Regions from separate parts of the Mus musculus genome. Here regions 1, 2, 4 and 5 are each linked to region 3. A link is a contact called in public HiChIP or PLAC-seq and promoter capture Hi-C data. All regions are on one chromosome and are shown on one strand. The core of a region is the stretch at or near the end of the contact, and the rest is flanking DNA. Distances in the headings are between cores, read along the strand shown. Region 1 holds the start of Ltv1 (LTV1 ribosome biogenesis factor). Region 2 holds the start of Aig1 (androgen-induced 1). Region 3 holds the start of Phactr2 (phosphatase and actin regulator 2). Region 4 overlaps Plagl1 (pleiomorphic adenoma gene-like 1). Region 5 overlaps Hivep2 (human immunodeficiency virus type I enhancer binding protein 2).

Region 1 (3,265 bases), core at 437-2,936, 280 kb before region 3:
GTGTATGTGCAGCTAATACACACAGAGGACAAAAGGGAGTAGCAAAACCCCCGGAACAGTTGTTATAGATGGCTGTGACTCTACATATGGGTGCTGGGAACCGAACCTGGGTCCTCTGCAAGAGCAGCAAGTACTTAAACACTGAGCCATCTTTCCAGCATCCCCCAAAATGTTTCCATTATCCATCTTTAACAAGTGTGATGCTAACATAAACCAACCTACTCACGGCCCCTCTAGGATTGCCAAAGCTATCCATGAGCTTGGATGTTCTGTATTTCATGACATGAGAGACGAGGGGGCAAATGGAAGACTACTGTAATATGGGGGAATCCCAAGAGAAAGCAGAGACTGAGCATACCGCCATAGCCTAAATAATACTGTGCAGATGGAGGCTGTGAACTAGTGAACTTGACTAATATTCTATAAGATCTCTTTATTTAATAATCTCAAAGATGCTTTAGCCTGTCAATCAAAATAAATACACAACATCAAACATCAGCACAGAAACTGGAAACTGAGTCACAGCTCTTTTTTTTATTTTTTTAAGAGGACCAACTTCTGAGAATGCCCGGCATGCTTAAGTTCCCTGGGTTCCATGTTCAGGACTACAAAACTACCATTCACCTAAAAACGTAGTGGCTCCAGAACAGGACCTACCTTTTGTGTAGGCAAGAGAACCCTCTGGGGTGCAGTTTCATCTGCGGCTAAAGGATCTCGCTGGCTCCGGTGGACCAGGTGAAAAGACACAGCTTTCTTCTTCTCTATAAAGGGCTTTTTCTTTCTGTGAGGCTACAAAATAATCAGGAAAGGTCAATAAAACAGAACCCCCACACAGTGGGCAACGCCACAGCCACAGGTACACTCAGTTAAGCATGTGGAGGGTGAACAGATATTTCAGATTTGTACACCTAAGCCAGACAGGACAGGAGTCCCTGTCTCCTGAAGGATCCATACTTACCTTCGCCAACAAACCCTGGCTAGGCACCTACTCTGAGACACTTGTTCAAAGGTGCTGGGGAATATGTGGGGCAGTGTGAGAAACTCTCCGCTCTTAGCAAGTAAATCAGTAAGAGGGAAAATCAAACAGGATTTTCAAATCAAAAGCAAATGCCTGAAGTCTCTCTTAATGGGTGCTCTGGGAAGGTCCCCGAAAAGTTTTATCAACAAGACAAGGAGCCTGCCACAAGAAAATATAGACAGACACTTCATCTACAAGGTAGTAAATAAGATTAGGGCACAGACAACTAAGGTTCAGATGATTTACTCCTCGATACATTCGTATTTGCTCTTCAGCTCTGGGTCTAACCAGAGTTGCTACCCAGTGGCCCAAGTGAACCCCGGAAGCAGGGGGCGGAGCTTCTGCGTCACAGGGACGGAGTTACCCAAAGCCTTCAGGACTGGAAACTCCGGGCGTTTGGCGAAAGGGAAACCTTCTTTCTCCTTCCGAAGTGCCCCGGGGGTGACGAAGGTGACTGGTGCCGGGAGAGTGACAGGACTCGGGGCACCAAGCCACGCGGCCAGTGGCCTAAGTCAGCCGCAGGGAGCGGCTCCCTCCCGGAGCACCGCGGTTTTCTCACCATGATGAGGCAGGGACACCCTCTCCGGAACCGCGGCAGCCGAACCGCCGCTCCCCGGTACCTGCCGGCAGCTCCACACGTGGGTCCACAGGGCTAGGGCAGCACGTCACACGATGGCGGGGCAAGGAGCCAATCGCCGGCGAGCCGCTAGGCTGTAGCCGGAAGTTGCGTGAGCCCGCGGTGACAGAACCTTCCCGGGGACTTCCGGGAGGTGGGGCTAGCAGGACCTTCAGTGGGCGGGGCTTTCTGGCTGGAGTTGGTGGCGGCAGGGAGTAGCCTACTTACCTGAGGGCAAGTTTCAGGTTCCAACCTGGGGCTTCAGATATTCCTTACCTGTGCTTAACTCAGAACAAACAAAACAAAAACAATCAAAAACAAACGAAAACAAGACCAAGGCTGTGCAGGTTCATGACAGGAAAGTGGTCACTTCCCTGGCTTCTTCTTCTTCTTTTTTTTTTTTTTTAATATGTTTGTTTGTTTGTTTGGTTGTTTGGTTGTTTGGTTGGTTGGTTGGTTGGTTTTTCGAGACAGGGTTTCTCTGTGTAGCCCTAGGCTGTCCTGGAACTCACTCTGTAGACCAGGCTGGCCTCAAACTCAGAAATCCGCCTGCCTCTGCCTCCCGAGATTAAAGGCGTGCTCCACCACTCCCTGGCCTTCCCTGGCTTCTTGACCTAAGGGGAATCAGTTGCCTAGCAATGTCCAACCAAGGCCTAGCTTCAATAGGCAGAGTCTAACATCTTTAGGGTTTTCGTATTACATCTTTTTGATGAACAACTCCCAACCGTACCTTTAGCACAGTCCATAAGTGTTGGTATTCTGTCTGGACTCCACCCCCACAGATACCTGGCAATTGCCAGGTATTCGCTGCCCCACGGTTACCTGGCAACAGCCAGGTAGACCTGGCCCTATAAAAGGGGCTGCTTGTCTCCCCCTCTCCCATCCTCTCTCATTTGCCTTTCTTTTGCCTCTTGCCCTCTTGCTCCCCATTCCCTCCCCCCCTTGCTCCATGTGTCATGGCCCGCCTCTACTTCACTACTCTCTCCTTCTCTCTGCCTTTCTCTGCCTCGTCTACTTTCTTAACTCCCCTCTCCATGCCCTGAATAAACTCTATACCCCCTTCTCCCAGACCCCGCCAGAACTTATCGTAATAGCTCTTTCTCTTTTTATGATCACAACACTAAGATTATTGGTTTTAGGGGCATTTGATGTAATAAAATAAATTCCGAAGCTCTGATGATTGCATATTTTTTTAAGATGAAAACTAATAAAAACCCAAGGTGGTTTTTTGTTTTTGTTTTTTGAGACAGTGTCTCATGTAGCCCAGCCTTCTGTCCAACTTGAACTACGTATCCTCCTACTTGCATCACGCTAGTGTTGGGCGTATTCGATGTGTGTGATGCTGAAGACTGAAGCCAGCCAGGGCTTCCTGCATGCTCGGAGAGCACCCTAACACGTTTTCTGTGACTACATCTCCATCCCCCAAGTTGTTGCTCACATATTTTGTGGTGCCTTAAGCAAATAGGATTTTAAGTGTAATTTCTTAGGAAGATTTCCGTCGGATGCTGGAGAGGAGCGTGATGAAATAATCCAACATTCTATCAGTAGACGCTTGCTTTCTCATTCCCAATTGCTAGTGGTTTTTTTTTTTTCTTCAATGTCTTGAGTTCTGTTGAAATGTCTCTATAATT
Region 2 (3,584 bases), core at 930-3,429, 390 kb after region 3:
ATAAAAGCTATGGCTCCATCTTCGGTCACACTCAAATGACCAGCTCAGGGGAAGAGCTGATTCAGGAATGAGAGAAGACCTTGATACAAAAGGAGTTCTGCTCGCATTGCATCCCAAAGGGTTCTGAAAGCCTAGGCACTTTTTGTTTGTTTGTTTGGTTGGTTGGATTTTGGTTTTGTTTTGTTTGGTTTTGGTTTTGGTTTTGGTTTTGGTATTGGTTTTTCAAGACAGGGTTTCTCTGTGTAGCTCTGGCTGTCCTGGAACTCACTCTGTAGACCAGACTGGCCTCGAACTCAGAAATCCACCTGCCTCTGCCTCCCAAGTGCTGGGATTAAAGGCGTGTGCCACCACCGCCCAGCTCACATTTTTTTTAATAGTATGTGGGCATCACTAATTTAAGTTCACTCTTAAGAAGATTCCTGGTGACTTGTCAGCATCCTAAATGCTTTCTATGCATAACTATCAGAGCCTTGGGGCTACTGAAGATTGAGTATACTCTGTATATGCGAACATCTGCTTGCTGTACCACACATCTGGCAAAGCCAGTCTCCACTGACTAGCCAATCAGCCCATCCAGGCAGGTACTCCCAGAGTTAGCCATCTATATGAAAGCTACAAGAAGCTGAGAGCAAAGTCCTATCATGTGTTCTTCAGGTGGGCAGACAGTAGGAGGAAAAAGACGCTGGTAGGGAATGCATATATTCAGACGGAAGTTAATTCCAATAAGAAGTTGAAAAGCCCAACTCAGGCAGGCAACACCAGGCAGCCCTTTGCCTAGAGGCAGGTGGGAAAAGTTGCGTATATCTTATATATTGAAAATAGAAGGTTTTTTGAAAACATCTACCTGTATCTCTTTAGGCATCTTACACCGACGGAACGATATTCAAATAGGTTCAAATTTGTCAAAGTGGAGGGTCAAGAAAATTTGTGCCAACCTTGTGATTGCACCAAGCTTATGCATAACCTCAGAGTCTTTGCGTTCCAGGAGTTGATTGTATGTTTTTCTCCGTGATCTTTTAATTGCTTGTGTTTCCATACACGACCCTTGTTTGATAACCTTTGAATGTATTTATGACTTAGTCTTGGTGACTTTTCAAAGCTCTACACCTACCCCAAGTCATTACAAGGCATTGTGCCCTCTGATTATCTACAGGAGTGCTTTCGGTACCCAAGGTATAAAAACTTAAAAATAATTATCGTTGTCTGCTCCTCTTTAAAATTATCACGTGTCAACAGAACAGATGATTACACAAACTGCAGGCTTTCAATGTGAACGACTAGAAGTTCAGTAGTTGCCAGGTGGAGCCTCACCGTGAACTGCTCTCTCAGTGTTTCTAGAAAGAGTTTTAAACAAATTGTTGACAGTGGGCAGAAAAACATGTGCAAGGGTTTTTTCCTATGGGGCGATTTCCCTCCTCCGGAAGGAGGTGTGTTTGTGTGTTTCTAAGCCATGCTCCATGGAACCAGACAATACTCATGTCTCCTTTGGGTGCTGCAAGTTTACCTTTGCATGTGGTTCTGGAAAACACTTCGGTGGAGAATTAATCTGAGGGCACTCATGATCGGGGCCAACAGATGCTTTTGGTGGCACAATCCTATTCCCTGGTCACTTCTTAGAAGCAGGCCTGTGCCCGTTTGGCTGTACTCCCATGTTTTCCTCCTCTACCTACCAGGTAAAGGTGAGAAGGGCATCCAGGCCTTCAGTGGAGCCCAGCGTGGCTGTTGGTGGCCAGCACGCGTTGGTGCTCCCGTGACACACACACAGGCACAAACACGCACACACGCACAAACACGCACAAACACGCACGCACGCACACGGGGGTGCAGCCCACGGCCTTACCAGATCAATGAAGGTCAGGAACTTCCAGCTGCCTCCGTAGGTCTGATGCGAGGGCATTTCGATGGCCTTGTAGTTGCACAGGATGGAGCAATAGGATAGCAGGATTGCTACCCGCAGCACCTGGCAGGGGACAAGCGCCATGTTCGCGCGGCCTGGCCCCGCCGGGCTGCTCGTGGGGAGGGCAGGCGAGCTGCTCCGCGGTGCCGGGCGCCGTGGGAACCGGGGCGCGGCGCGGCGAGGGGCGGAGCGCAGGAGGCGGGGCGCGTCCCCGGGGACAGTGGCGGCGCCGAGCGCACCGGAGACCTGCGCGGGCGGGGCGGCAGTGCAGCCTACGCGAGCTGGCGGCCTGGTGTCATCTCTGGCGTCATCTGCGTCATTCTGCAGCGGCGTTCGTCGTACCGGCCGGGCGCCCCCTAGGCGGTCCGCGAGGTCCACCCCCCCCCCCCCCCCCCGGCCTCCAAGGTGGGAGCGCCTTTCGGGCAACCACGGTTCCAGACGGGAAGGACCTGACCGAACCGGTCCGGACCCGGCATCCCCGGGCAGCTGGTGCTGGCTGCCATGGCACCAGATGGGGTCAGAACGTGTAAAGCCACACACAGTCCCCCTCCAGTGACACCCATTACTTAGGATTCAGTTGAGGGTTTAATGTTAATGAGCATTTATGACTGTGAAGCCCCTTATAAATTTCACAAGGCTTTAATAATTTATCAGTATGCACGAGCTTTGAACAAATTCTTTTTTAAACTTTTTATTACGTCTTGTGGGTATATGCATGTACCACAGGACAAACGTGGAGGCCAGAGGACAGCTCAGGTGTGAGTCCCCTCCATCGAACTCAGGTCATGAGGCTTGATGGCAAGCTACTTTAGCAATTACTGACCAGGGCAAGTTTTATAAATAGAAATCTGTGCTGATTGCCATGACTGCTACGAGACAGCATTCCATTTGAAAGTCAAACCACCCGGAGGATGTAAACCTCACCCACGCATGTGTGATTTAATACAAATCTTTCGGAGTTAAAATTCCTTTTGCACTTCGACATTTCCCAACCCACCTCCCTTATACTACCGCACCAGAGCTGAATGGGAGGAAAGTAAATATAAACTGGATTCCCTCAGCCTTCCAGTAAATGTTGTCACAGGGAAGTTGCAACAGTCTGTGGGCAGAGTAGGGTTTTTGTTTTCTTTTAAATCATGATCATGTTTCAACCAACCAGATAAAGGGTCCGGTTATGAGAAGACCACATGAGTATTTCCTGTGGATCCATTCAAAACAGGTGTCCCATTCAAATAGTCTCTGAGTCAGAGGGTGTGGTGGGAAGGTCTAGGGGAAAGCATAGTCTCAGAGGTAAAGAGAAGCAAACAAATCCGACTCGTAGTTTTTTCCACTCCACTAGGGAAGAGAGCCACTAGGTCTTTTTAATTGACATAATTATGCTGAAAGAAACTGAAATCACAAGATGATATTACTAGCATAAAGCATTCTTCACTCAGAATTTATGAGTTCATACTCATGTTTAAACAGGATCTATTTGCGTGTGTGTGTGTGTGTGTGTGTGTGTGTGTGTGTGTGTGTGTGTCCTTAATGAATGTTCATATAATTACAAGAAAAAATGAATTTACTGAAGCCCTCTCACTTGGGCCTAATGAAGTTTTATAAAGTGATGTGATATTACAAAGTTTGATACAACCCTCCTACTTTACATTTGAGAAAGTAGTTCACAAGATTTCTACCCATTCCCATA
Region 3 (3,189 bases), core at 127-2,626:
GAATGTGTGTTGGGGGGTGCAGTTCGCATTAGTAAGCGTTTTCCTGAAACTGGTCATTCTCATGCCCCCCCCCGCCCCCCGCGCCCCGTCCTTCTCTAGTTCCCATGCAGCGGTCACATGTTGAAAATTATAAACAAACAAACAAAAAACCACCCTTGAAAACTGTTGGACTTAAAGACAAAAGTTTTTCCAGTTCTCGGGATATTTTAAATAACGACAATCTGCCTAATGTCTCCACTTGATATGCCATACCATCACCATCGTTCCACGTTGACCACTGAGACAAAGTTAAGCAATTTGTCCTCCTTCACTCACCGCAGCCTGGGTAGCATTGGGTCTCAGTGAAGTTCCTAGTTGTCGCCTGTCCTTAGAGGACACAGGACACAGGTTTCTCTCTACAACAGCAATACTGGCCCCAGGCTTTCCAGAGAACATTACAGCAGACACACACACACACACACAGAGCCAGGCCTAGCTCTCAATAACACCTCTATGGCTTTTCACAGTCAGGGAAACTGGATTCCCCTATCCTGTTACCAGCAACCCCCTCCCGACCCGCTCCAAGAAATCTCTATTTCAGAAGTAGGAGTGAGTAGGGTTACCTTTCAAACCCTGTGCTTACCCATGAAGTGAAGGGACCACACCCTTCCGAAGGACCACAGTCCCATAAAAGACCAAATAGCCCAAGAACCAAATTAGCCCTAGACCCAAAGCCAAAACTGGTGCCGCCTGGCGCTGCACAACCAAGCGGGAGTCCAGGGGAACCCGCGAAAATCGCGCTGTGGGCACCCGCGCAGAAGAGCGGCGCACCCACTCGGGCGCACCCACCGGTCGCCTGCCGCTCAGCCAAGGGACACCAAGCCTTTGAAGCCCAGCAGGAGGTGGCGATGTGGGGACTACAGCTTTCGCCCTTGCTCTCGTCCCCTAACCCCCACGGCTGCTCCCGAACGTCCAGGGAAGATCGCCATACGGCGATCCTCACCTGCCGGGGTTAGCCCTCCCTGGACCACTCCGGGCCATTCAGAGCCACCCTTACCTGAGCCGGAGATGTGGACTCTGAGCGGGCGGCCCCGGCTCGAGGCTGACGACAGGTCGCTCTGGGAGCGGCCACGGGGACTCGGATCCCCGGGAAGCCAGCGCAGGGAAGGCACCGGTGGCCCGGGAGCCTCGGGTTCGGGGTCCAGAGCCTCCGCCGCCGCCGCCTCCTGGCCCGCTGGCTGGTCCGGGGACATCTCAGGACTCCTGCCGGCTTCCGCCATCCGCTCTAGGCGCCAGGAGGGAGCAAGCTCAGGCAGGGTGGAGCCGGCGCAAAGGGCTGCGCTGTCCGCCGCGGCCCCGCGTGGAGCCCCTGGCCGGCTGGCAGGGCGGGGAGGCGGCCGCAAGCAGCGGGGCGCAGCGCGGGAGGAGGAAGAGCACAGAAAAGTTTGCACAGGAAGGAGCCGCCTACAGCCGGCTTTCGCTCCCGCGGGCGACAGCCACCGGCCTCCGAGCCTGCCACGCTCGGTGCCCTAGAACCTGCTCCGGCTGCTCCGGCTGCTCCGCCCCCCACCCCCACCCCCAGGCGCGGCTCCTGTATTGTAAGACAGGGGTCTGTCGCCTCTGACCCAAAGCGGCTCAACCAAAGGGTCTCAGAGAAGTGGAGTTTCAGCTGCAGAGCTGAGATGCAAGGTCAGAGTTAACAGCCTCATTTGCACTTGGTCGCCGAGGGGTGGGGACAGGCGTGCACACACCTGGCTGTCTTGTAATATAATAGGACTAGGACCCAATGACTGTCATATGTAGTTTACAGGTGCAAAACACCGGAGCCAAAGGGCACTGGGTTTGCAGGAGGATTCCTGGCAGATCTGGAGTCGCTTGTGAAGTCTGGTCCTTTGGTCCTCCCTGCAAGATTCGCCTCTTGCCCTTGTCAAAGCTCATCTCTGTCTCTCAGAGCCCCACATTCTTGAGCTTCCGTGTATACTGGGTCAGACTCAAAGGTCGTGGTTTTTAAAAAGATCAGTCTTTTAAGGGCTGAATTCGTGTCACAGATGTGAGGTTTGAGTGAATGCTTTCCAAAGGAAGAGCAGCCGGGATGCCTGGCAAAGGGGACGTTGGTTTTGCCAATTGAAATCTCAGCTTTATCAGTTACCCAGATAGGTCCCCAAGTAGAGGCTGGCCCAGAAGTGAAAAGCTGTAAGCTAAGTAGCTGACCATCTCTGCAAGTTCTTGACAGTGGAGGCGCGTTGCTGGGCTTCACAAAGGCACCATAGACAGCAGCAGGAAGAGAAGGAGACAGAGAGGGGAAGGGAGGACACAACCATCACAACGCCACGCCCCCTTCCCCCTACACACACATTCACACATACCTCAGGTTCGATTTGTATGGAGTATTTCATCTAACAAGAAAATAAGCCCATGCTTAAGGTAAGAGAGAAACAAGAACCAAGAGAGGAAAGCTAGAAAACACAGACACGGAAAGGGCCTAGCAACTAGGTCACGCTGTTCACAGTACAAGCTGTTAAAGGCTTTTTTTCTCACAGCAACTCTGTGGGGGTGGGGTGGGGGTGGGGTGCAGTGGGGTGGGTATTGTCACCGTCAGCAGAAATCGTCTGGACTTGCTTTAACTCTTTCCTGCTAACAAAGTTTGCGAATGGGCACTACTCCAGAACCAGGTGAGATGGCTAGGTAAAGCTCCTATGGCAAGCTTGAGGATCCCGGGTCCATCCCTGTGACCTACAAACCGGAAGAAGAGAACTGACTCCCTCAAGTTGTCCTGCAGATCTCTCTCTCTCTCTCTCTCTCTCACACACACACACACACACACACACACACTAAATTATGTAAAACAAAGGATGGTGCTCTAAAAGTACTCCACTTTCTTGGTTTCTTGTGTGGTTTAGCAGAAGAGAGCTCTGTGGTTTCAGAGAAGGCAGTGGTAAGGTAGCAGGGGGCACTTAGAGGTTATACTTAGCCCAAATAATCACCCTTGGATTGTTTTGGATCATAACTAGATTAGTCCATGAGAGTATACCTTACAATGTCTACTTACATTACAATGGAAAACTTACATTACAGTGGAGCGTGTCACCACGTTTGCCAGTTTGTCATCCACTGTGTCCCACACCTGCTCTTGGGATTGTCCATATTCTGACGGTGTCCTCTGGTGTTCCCTCCCAGCTTGCAAGTCAATCTTCGTTCTGGAACATGCAT
Region 4 (3,682 bases), core at 940-3,439, 370 kb before region 3:
TCACTTATCCCAAAGGAATATCTTATGACCTGGGGTAAACTATTTTCCTTATTTGGAGCATAGATTGGTATTTTTAAGGTCCTTTTTCAGTGGATCCCTAATGCTAGGAGATGGATTATTTTGAGGGTAGTAACATGATTGCTTATTCAGTGTAGTTGGGGAAAGAGGACTTCAGTGGATAATTATATCCATGGTACAGAGCGTCTGTGTATAATGGGAGCAGTGTGAGATCTGAAGACTGAACACTTGGAGTTTCCATCCTCCTGCTGTATGACACTGGCAAGTCTCTTCACCTTGCTAGAGCCCATTTTCTCCTCTCTGAGAAACACGTTCATAATGCCTCAGTCAGTTGTAAGAGGAGGATCAAGTTGTAATATCGCAGTTCTTTGCAAATGCTTCTGAAAGATTGGTAAGTGAGCCCATGAGTGTGTTTGACCCTGGCCACAGGCTTTCTTAAAGTAGTAAATTTCATGAGTACTTCTGAAAAATAATTTGATGTAGAGGAGCTTAATGAGTTTCCAGAGAACCTTGTTTGAGTCAGAGTGACCTGCAATTATGTGACGCCGATCATAAGACCAGCTTCCTGTCATGAGCAAGCTTTGGAGGCATGCTAATTTCACAGTACCTTGTAAAGAAATTCCTGACAGATATTTTTGTCTCCATTTCAGAAGACTAGGAAAACAGAGATGTTAGTGTAACCCCTTAACCTAAAGTACGTCAATGGACAGATTTAGCTTAACATTCTTGATAAAACAGTCACTTGTCTTTGTCACAGGCACCTGTCTCCCCTCCCTGCCTTTATCATCTTCTTCCCTTCCCCTTTTGTCTCTTTTTCTCCTTCTTTAGTTTTCTGAGAGAGGCTCTCGTTATTGAGCCTAGGGTTGGCCTTGAACTCGTGACCCAACACTGTGAGCGTCTGAGGGCCATGCTGAGATTACCAGCGTGTGCTATCACAATCGCCACTTTGGCCTTTTTAAAGCTCATTCCTGTCTAACCTTGAAAATAAGTGGAAGCCTTTCACAGAGGGCTGTTGACTACTCTCTGTGGTACCTCTGTAGTAGTTAAAGATAGACAAGAATCAGTGAATTCAGGGCTCAGGAAATCTGTGGTGAGCCCTAGGACAGTACTGAAGCTTGGAACTGGGCATGTGGGAAGGGTGTGTTCTGCATCAAGAAGTGGGTTTTCCATACCTTTAGTTCCAATATTGTTTATTTTCTCTTCGGTTTAGGAATTTTGAAAGGTAAGCCATCTCTCCTGTTTACTCAGGATGAGTGACAGACACGAACACATTTCATTACAGGGTTTGGTGAAGGTCGCCTCAAAGGAGCAGTTCTGAATTCAAGGGCAAATTTAGAAACCCTTTTAATTATGTTTGTTTAATAGAGGTAACCCCCCCTTGGGAAAACATATTTTCTTTCAGACTCTGTTGGTTCGCCCTGCCCCTGGCTAGCCCTCTTCACTCCCACAAACGTGCAAACACTCCTTCACACAGAGACCACTATTTAGGACCTGGCTACCCAGCTAGATTCCCCAAGTTAAAGGGGAAAAAAAAGGTAACTGTTTCGCCCCTGTTCCTATTTCTGTTTAGCAAACAGAATTTATACAAACTATACTCTTCTCTGAGCTGTGTGGCCTTCCCTGGGGACGGTGCCTTCGGGAACGTCTAGAAGTTAGAAATTACACTTTTCACTTGAAGTAACCAGGAACTTGTACAGTGTAGGGGCTTTGCTGGAACACAGGAGTGGATTGATAAGGGGCTGGTCGGGGGACCTTCCACCACACCTATACAACTGTTAGGTTGGGAAGAAACTTTCCAGAGAGTTTGGGTTCAGTGGAGAAAAGAAATTTCAGACGGTTAAGTGGATCACCATTCGTAAAGATACCATGGAAGGAGAAAGGGAGAGCGAGAGAGAAGAAGTTTATTTATGGAATGTCAGGGAGCCATTGAGGCCCAGCAGGATCTAGAAACCTAGGACTTTCCTCCAGGCCTCTCTTCTCCCCCTGACCTTGGATGAACTAGTGAGCAGTATATTATGCCAGCCGATTGTATCGTTTTGTCACGGTTAGCATTCTGGACTGTCACTGGAATGTAGGAAACAGATGAATTTGAATTGAACCATGAGGTGGTCTGCCCGGCCCTCTCCTGGTCTCAAGGAGACCTGTCGCAGTTTGTCTGGGCTGGGCCTTAATGAAAGCTTTAGAGGGAGAGAGAGGTGGGCCTTTGATCTCTTTGTTCCTGCTGCACCCTGGGAACTGGCTGAAATCAATGCGCTGTTTTCCTGAAGGAGTGAATGGGTCTGCCTAACTAGCTTTGTAAAGCTGTGGGGAATTCACTGCCTCTGTTTATTGACAGCTGAAAGGGAGCGCATGGGGTGGAATGGACCTTCTTGTGAAAACCAGGCACAGGAAAAATTAGACCTCAATTTAACACAGAGGAATTTGGAAATTCACCCCAAAGGAGCCGGGAGTTTCTCATGCTTACATTAGAATGACTCAAGTTTGGGGCTAGTGTGTAATGAACAATGGGGGTTTTGTCCCAACTATGCTATAAGTAGGAATATGGTATGCATAATGAATGACGGCAAGTAGCCGGCCATTCAACGTGCCCTTCTCTTTTTAAAACCCAGACAGAAAGACAAATGCGAACCATGATATAATCAGGTGATCCCCTCCTTTCTTTCCACCAAGAAGAAGCATTAATGGCATGGCTGGCTCCTTCAAAGTTTGTTTTTCATTTGTTTGTTTCAAAACATCTTTGAACTTGAGATCTAAGTTCATGGCGGGGACCCATTCTGTCTTGTGATTATTGCAGGGATACAATGATTACACATCATGGAGTTTTTTTTTTTTTTCTAGTCCCAGAACTGCTGAGAATGTCCGCAGAGTGTGTCGGAAACAAATGCGACAGACAGTGGACGGAGATAGCTCCTGGAGTAACAATAGTTTGTAAATCTTAAAATTAACTACCTTCCTTTTCAGAACATGGTAAAGTAGGAGCTCTGGTTTATGGCAAGGAAATACCCCACCCTTTCTTAGCTCTCTTCCCTCACTGGCCTGATGCTTGATTTCCCAGAAAGAATTTATGGCTCCCTCCTTTGGCCCCAGCCCTTTGTGCATACCTCAACCACAGCACTTAACACGTCCCCCAGAGCTCTTTGTTTAGGTGTATTCTTTTAGCTAGAGGTAAAGCAGCTGTGTCCTATTCATTTTTATATCTTCAAGCCCAGCAAAGTTCTTGGCTCAGTAAATGTGGCTGGATGAATGGGGATTGATGGCTCTCTGTACATCCTATGAATGTAACTACTTAACCAGGCTTCCACTGCAAATGCTACATTTTAGGAAAACCTGATTGGTCTATTGAACCTGATCAATGCTGTTGCTGTTCCTTTATGGCGTATTATCAAACACTTTTTTTTTTTTTTTTTGCCTTCATAAGTTTGCGAGCCTCCATCAGCCCCTCTAGAGGAGGCATTTAAAAGCATAGGGCAATGTCCCTTTTGGGGCCAACCTCTGATATCGTTCCTTTCTAAAAGATTCTTAGTGAGTGTCATGTGTAGATATTTTCCCTAAGAAGATGACCAGGCTTTTAATTAAGAGTTCTGTAGACTTTCCCTTGACTGAAATTATCACTTGAGACAGATAAAGCTGCAGTTGAGATGATTTAATTCTATGATATGCTGAT
Region 5 (3,527 bases), core at 206-2,705, 510 kb after region 3:
ACATAGCATTTCCTGTTTGTCTTCGACTTCATTGGAGGTGCGCAGTATGGAAATCAGCTTTCATTTCTGCCATGTGTCAGTTGTTTAAGGAATCAATATTGGAGATAAAAAGTGGGGCTCGAGGGGAGGAAGGGGGAGGGCAGGCAACTTTTGATGCTTTAAAAGATTCCTGGTAGCCAGGTGTGGTGGCGGACGCCTTTAATCCCAGCACTTGGGAGGCAGAGGCAGGTGGATTTCTGAGTTTGAGGCCAGCCTGGTCTACAAAGTGAGTTCCAGAACAGCCAGGGCTATACAGAGAAACCCTGTCTCGAAAAACAAAACAAAACAAAACAAAACAAACAAAAAAAAGATTCCTGGTAGAGAGTCCTATTAGGGAAACTGCAATCAGGATCGGGCAAGGAAAGTGCTTCTTCAGCCTCTGAAGATGCATGCCTCTTCTTGCTGGGGCCGGGCGGGGGTTGGTGGGCGGGAGTTGAGTCCTGCAGGACCGTAAGGCGTCAGGTGGCCTCTTGTGGGACTGCAGACCCGGGAGGCGCAGCGTTGCAGCGGGAGTCTCAGCGCACGCCCCCGCCTGCGAGCCCCCGCCCTGCCGGCAGCTGACCTTTGGCCCAGGGGCGGCCATCCGAAGGCGCTGACTGCGATGACGTCTCCCTGGCTGTCAGTGCACAACAGGAAATGCTCTCCGCCTCCCCACTTCCTGCCTGGAGAAAGTGGGGCTCGCTGCTCTAGCAGCCGGCCTAGTTTCGGGGCCCATGCGGAGCACCCTGGTTGCGCAAGGGCTCTGGGTGCAAGGCCTGGCAGGGGCTGCCTGGGCGGAAAGCCAGGGTGAGCACTGGCCGCGGACCGCCCAGCCTGGGGACCCCGAGCATCCGGAGGGGTCCCGGAAAGGAGGCCCCAGTGCTGAATAATGCTGACCTCACAGGGCCTCTGTTGATTCTCTGTTGTAAAGCCCTGACAGGAAGCCTCCTCTTTAACCCTCCTTCCAAAGGCCACCTTTGACTTTGTTGTGGAAATACTGACAAGGGCATCTGGGGCAAAACCTAAATATCAGGCCTGGGGACCCTGCAGGACAGACCCCTTCATAGTCATTTAAGCCATTGTTTAGGTAAAGTGAGGTTTTCTTTTCTTTCTGTGTGTTTTTTTTTTTTAAATATGAACCATTTTGCAAACTTAGGACAGTAATACATCAGTAGCTGTGGATGTATTATCTCGAATTTGCAGATATTTTGCTGATCTCTTTCTCCCTGGTAGACTTCAAACAACGGAAACCAAAGCACGTCAACCTAGGCTTATTAATAAGACATGTTTACATAACCCTTGAAACTGCATTTTAGAACGATATACAATCTATAATTTAGTACCGCGGATGCCCGTGTCGCGCATGCTTGCCAGTACGATAAAGGGAAGAGCCGTCAGCTAAGCAAGCATTGTGCTTATTTCCCTGGCTGACTCATGAATAGGCTTTGTCATGGGAGACTGTTCTTCTGGCCACACGGCCAAAATGCCAAAGTTCACTGGGAGGTCTACTGAGGTTTCTTATGTCAAACACTTGACAGAGTTTTAGTTAGATGAAAATACTGTGTAGTAGTTTCTATTAAACCCCAGGAATATTGTGGAACACGCACTTTACTCTCTGTGTTCTGCTACACTGACCTATGCTTTTGAAAGCGTAGCTTAAATGTCCTCACATGATTAGCCCATGTGTGTAGCATATGATGTCATTAGCCTTGGGAACTGTCAACTGATTTATGCAGTGAAGAACTTTAAGGCTATTTGAGAAGAGTTTTAAGTAAGACCTGTGGGTCTTGAAATCATGTCTTTGGTTTGTTTGTTTGCTTGCTTGCTTGTTTTTTTCTTTCTGGTGTGTATCTGTGGGAGGATAGTTTTGTTTCTTTTGAACTTCTACAGATTATAGAAGGCTACTCAGGGAAATAAACTTGGAGCATAAAAATCAGGGCAAGTTGTAGTTGAGGGGGGCTGACATCATTGTGTAGGCATTACCACATGCTAGCACACCTTATCAAACACAGAGCCTAAAGAATGTTAGGCAAGCTTGCTACCACTCAGCTGCACCCATGATGCAATCTTGATTGTTTAACAATTTGAAGAGCAAACAAGACCATGGGAATTAAAATCTCAGTGGAATAGAAGAATGTTACATTAGTAAAAGATTAAATTTGGGAGGTGATTTTCTTGTCCTTGTACTGACATAGGCAGGAGGTACATTGGATGTCCTGTAAACTATTGAAGTACATGTGAATTTCATCTTTGAGGTTACACTATGTTTGAGCCCATTGTCCATTGCTTTTCTGTATGATTTAACCACTTCTAAATCCAGCTTGTCCGTGTATGACATTAGCATTATGCAGATATTTATTTAGTAGTCGATTAATAAGGATCAATTACTCCAGATTTGAATTAACAATAATCTCCAGTTTTTATGCACCTTCTTGTTCGAGGTGCTAAGTAGGATCCTTAGACTCATTAACTAAATCTCATAATTGTCAGGAGAGTAACATACACTTGTGTGAAAACCATTTTATGAGGAGCCCTTCTGAGTGGTACCAAATTAGAATTTTTATAATATTTATCCAAACCAACATTTGATCTATATTTGTGGCTCAAATATATGTGCTTCATTTCATCCATGAATAGATATGCCTAGTTTGGAGGAAATACTTTTTTTTTAAAAAAAGATTGTATGTATGTATGTTTGTATGTATGTATGTATGTATGTATGTATGTATGTATGTATGTATATGAATACACTGTAGCTGTCTTCAGACACACCAGAAGAGGGCATCGGATCCCATTACAGATGGTTGTGAGCCACCCTGTGGTTGCTGGGAATTGAACTCAGGAGCTCTGGAAGAGCAGTCAGTGCTCTTAACCACTAAGCCATCTCTCCAGCCAGAGGAAATACTTTCTATGGTGCAGAAAGCTCACATGCCTTCATAGAGCTGCCTGACAGCTCCCCCGAGAGCAATAGAAGATGTCTTTTCAACTCTAAGCTGGGAAGTTACATTCTTGGAGGGAAATAAAATAAATAATAAAAAATAAATCATAAAAACACTGCAGAAGAACTTAGAATTATAATTTGAAACATTTTTAAAACGTAATTAAAGCTTCTTTAAGTGATTTATTGGAACACTTTTATTTTCTTATACAAAGGGTTTGCTCTCTACTGTACCTAAGGAACCTTGCAATCAGGGCTGAGTTTGCTCCGTCCTCGCATTATCGCCGATGCCTCCAGCCATGCCCCACCCTGAGCTCTGGCTCCATGTACAGGCGCTGAATGGAGGAGCAGTAGGAGAAAAATGTTGTGGTCATCTCTCGGGTGTCAGATGCATTTTACATTCCTGGCCAAGTTTCAGCATTCTCTTTGTCAAGTAATTTTAAATTCAGCAACAACGAAACAATACCTGAGCTTCTGAAAATGAAATGTAAGCATAATAGGTGCACAATAAATGTTTATTAAATGGAAGTACTGAGAGACACAGGATGCTTGGCAGTCCTGCAGGCCTGGT

The links. Promoter capture Hi-C pulls out the DNA fragments that hold promoters and counts their contacts. HiChIP or PLAC-seq counts read pairs in DNA pulled down with a chosen protein or histone mark.
Region 1: an H3K4me3 HiChIP or PLAC-seq map of bone marrow-derived macrophages shows a contact between it and region 3, with 3 times the contacts expected there. The contact joins the promoter of Ltv1 here to the promoter of Phactr2 in region 3. A contact is called at or near these places in 3 of 39 promoter capture datasets (the HPC-7 cell line, liver and neutrophils), 1 of 15 datasets of contacts at CTCF or cohesin (the NIH/3T3 cell line), 1 of 484 Hi-C or Micro-C datasets (regulatory T cells), 1 of 115 datasets of contacts at active chromatin or transcription factors (bone marrow-derived macrophages) and 1 of 9 other capture datasets (adipose tissue).
Region 2: a contact with region 3 is called in an H3K4me3 HiChIP or PLAC-seq map of bone marrow-derived macrophages, with 5 times the contacts expected there. The contact joins the promoter of Aig1 here to the promoter of Phactr2 in region 3. A contact is called at or near these places in 1 of 39 promoter capture datasets (macrophages), 1 of 484 Hi-C or Micro-C datasets (LSK cells) and 1 of 115 datasets of contacts at active chromatin or transcription factors (bone marrow-derived macrophages).
Region 4: an H3K27ac HiChIP or PLAC-seq map of embryonic stem cells shows a contact between it and region 3, with 8 read pairs. The contact joins the enhancer-like site here to the promoter of Phactr2 in region 3. A contact is called at or near these places in 17 of 39 promoter capture datasets (the 3T3-L1 cell line, the C10 cell line, the HPC-7 cell line and 10 more), 4 of 484 Hi-C or Micro-C datasets (bone marrow-derived macrophages and embryonic stem cells), 11 of 115 datasets of contacts at active chromatin or transcription factors (bone marrow-derived macrophages, embryonic basal ganglia, embryonic forebrain and 5 more) and 4 of 9 other capture datasets (adipose tissue, embryonic stem cells, liver and 1 more).
Region 5: a promoter capture Hi-C map of hematopoietic stem and progenitor cells shows a contact between it and region 3, with 3 times the contacts expected there. The contact joins the enhancer-like site here to the promoter of Phactr2 in region 3. A contact is called at or near these places in 3 of 39 promoter capture datasets (3T3-L1-derived adipocytes, HPC-7-derived erythroid cells and hematopoietic stem and progenitor cells), 1 of 484 Hi-C or Micro-C datasets (embryonic stem cells) and 3 of 115 datasets of contacts at active chromatin or transcription factors (bone marrow-derived macrophages, memory CD8 T cells and pro-B cells).

The regions. Positions count from the first base shown.
Region 1 is chr10:13,191,451-13,194,715 of GRCm38.p6, forward strand. Ltv1 (LTV1 ribosome biogenesis factor) reads right to left here and starts at 1,687. Exons shown (of 11, transcript NM_181470.4): 1 at 1,578-1,687; 2 at 658-789. The coding sequence starts at 1,580.
Region 2 is chr10:13,866,778-13,870,361 of GRCm38.p6, forward strand. It overlaps Aig1 (androgen-induced 1), which reads right to left and starts at 2,180. Exons shown (of 6, transcript NM_001347362.1): 1 at 1,841-2,180. The coding sequence starts at 1,981.
Region 3 is chr10:13,473,020-13,476,208 of GRCm38.p6, forward strand. It overlaps Phactr2 (phosphatase and actin regulator 2), which reads right to left and starts at 1,377. Exons shown (of 13, transcript NM_001195065.1): 1 at 1,037-1,377. The coding sequence starts at 1,259.
Region 4 is chr10:13,105,967-13,109,648 of GRCm38.p6, forward strand. All of the region lies in intron 2 of Plagl1 (pleiomorphic adenoma gene-like 1), which reads left to right. Among named protein-coding and RNA genes, the nearest start is that of Hymai, 17 kb to the left of the region's middle. Within about 2 kb of position 2,190, at least 58 of the 459 cell types and tissues checked have an H3K27ac peak or open chromatin away from gene starts, as enhancers often do. A contact at or near this core is called in embryonic basal ganglia, embryonic forebrain, embryonic stem cells and 1 more, where this site is marked.
Region 5 is chr10:13,982,381-13,985,907 of GRCm38.p6, forward strand. The region is part of intron 1 of Hivep2 (human immunodeficiency virus type I enhancer binding protein 2); the gene reads left to right. Among named protein-coding and RNA genes, the nearest start is that of Hivep2, 18 kb to the left of the region's middle. Within about 2 kb of position 1,456, at least 300 of the 459 cell types and tissues checked have an H3K27ac peak or open chromatin away from gene starts, as enhancers often do. A contact at or near this core is called in 3T3-L1-derived adipocytes, bone marrow-derived macrophages, embryonic stem cells and 3 more, where this site is marked.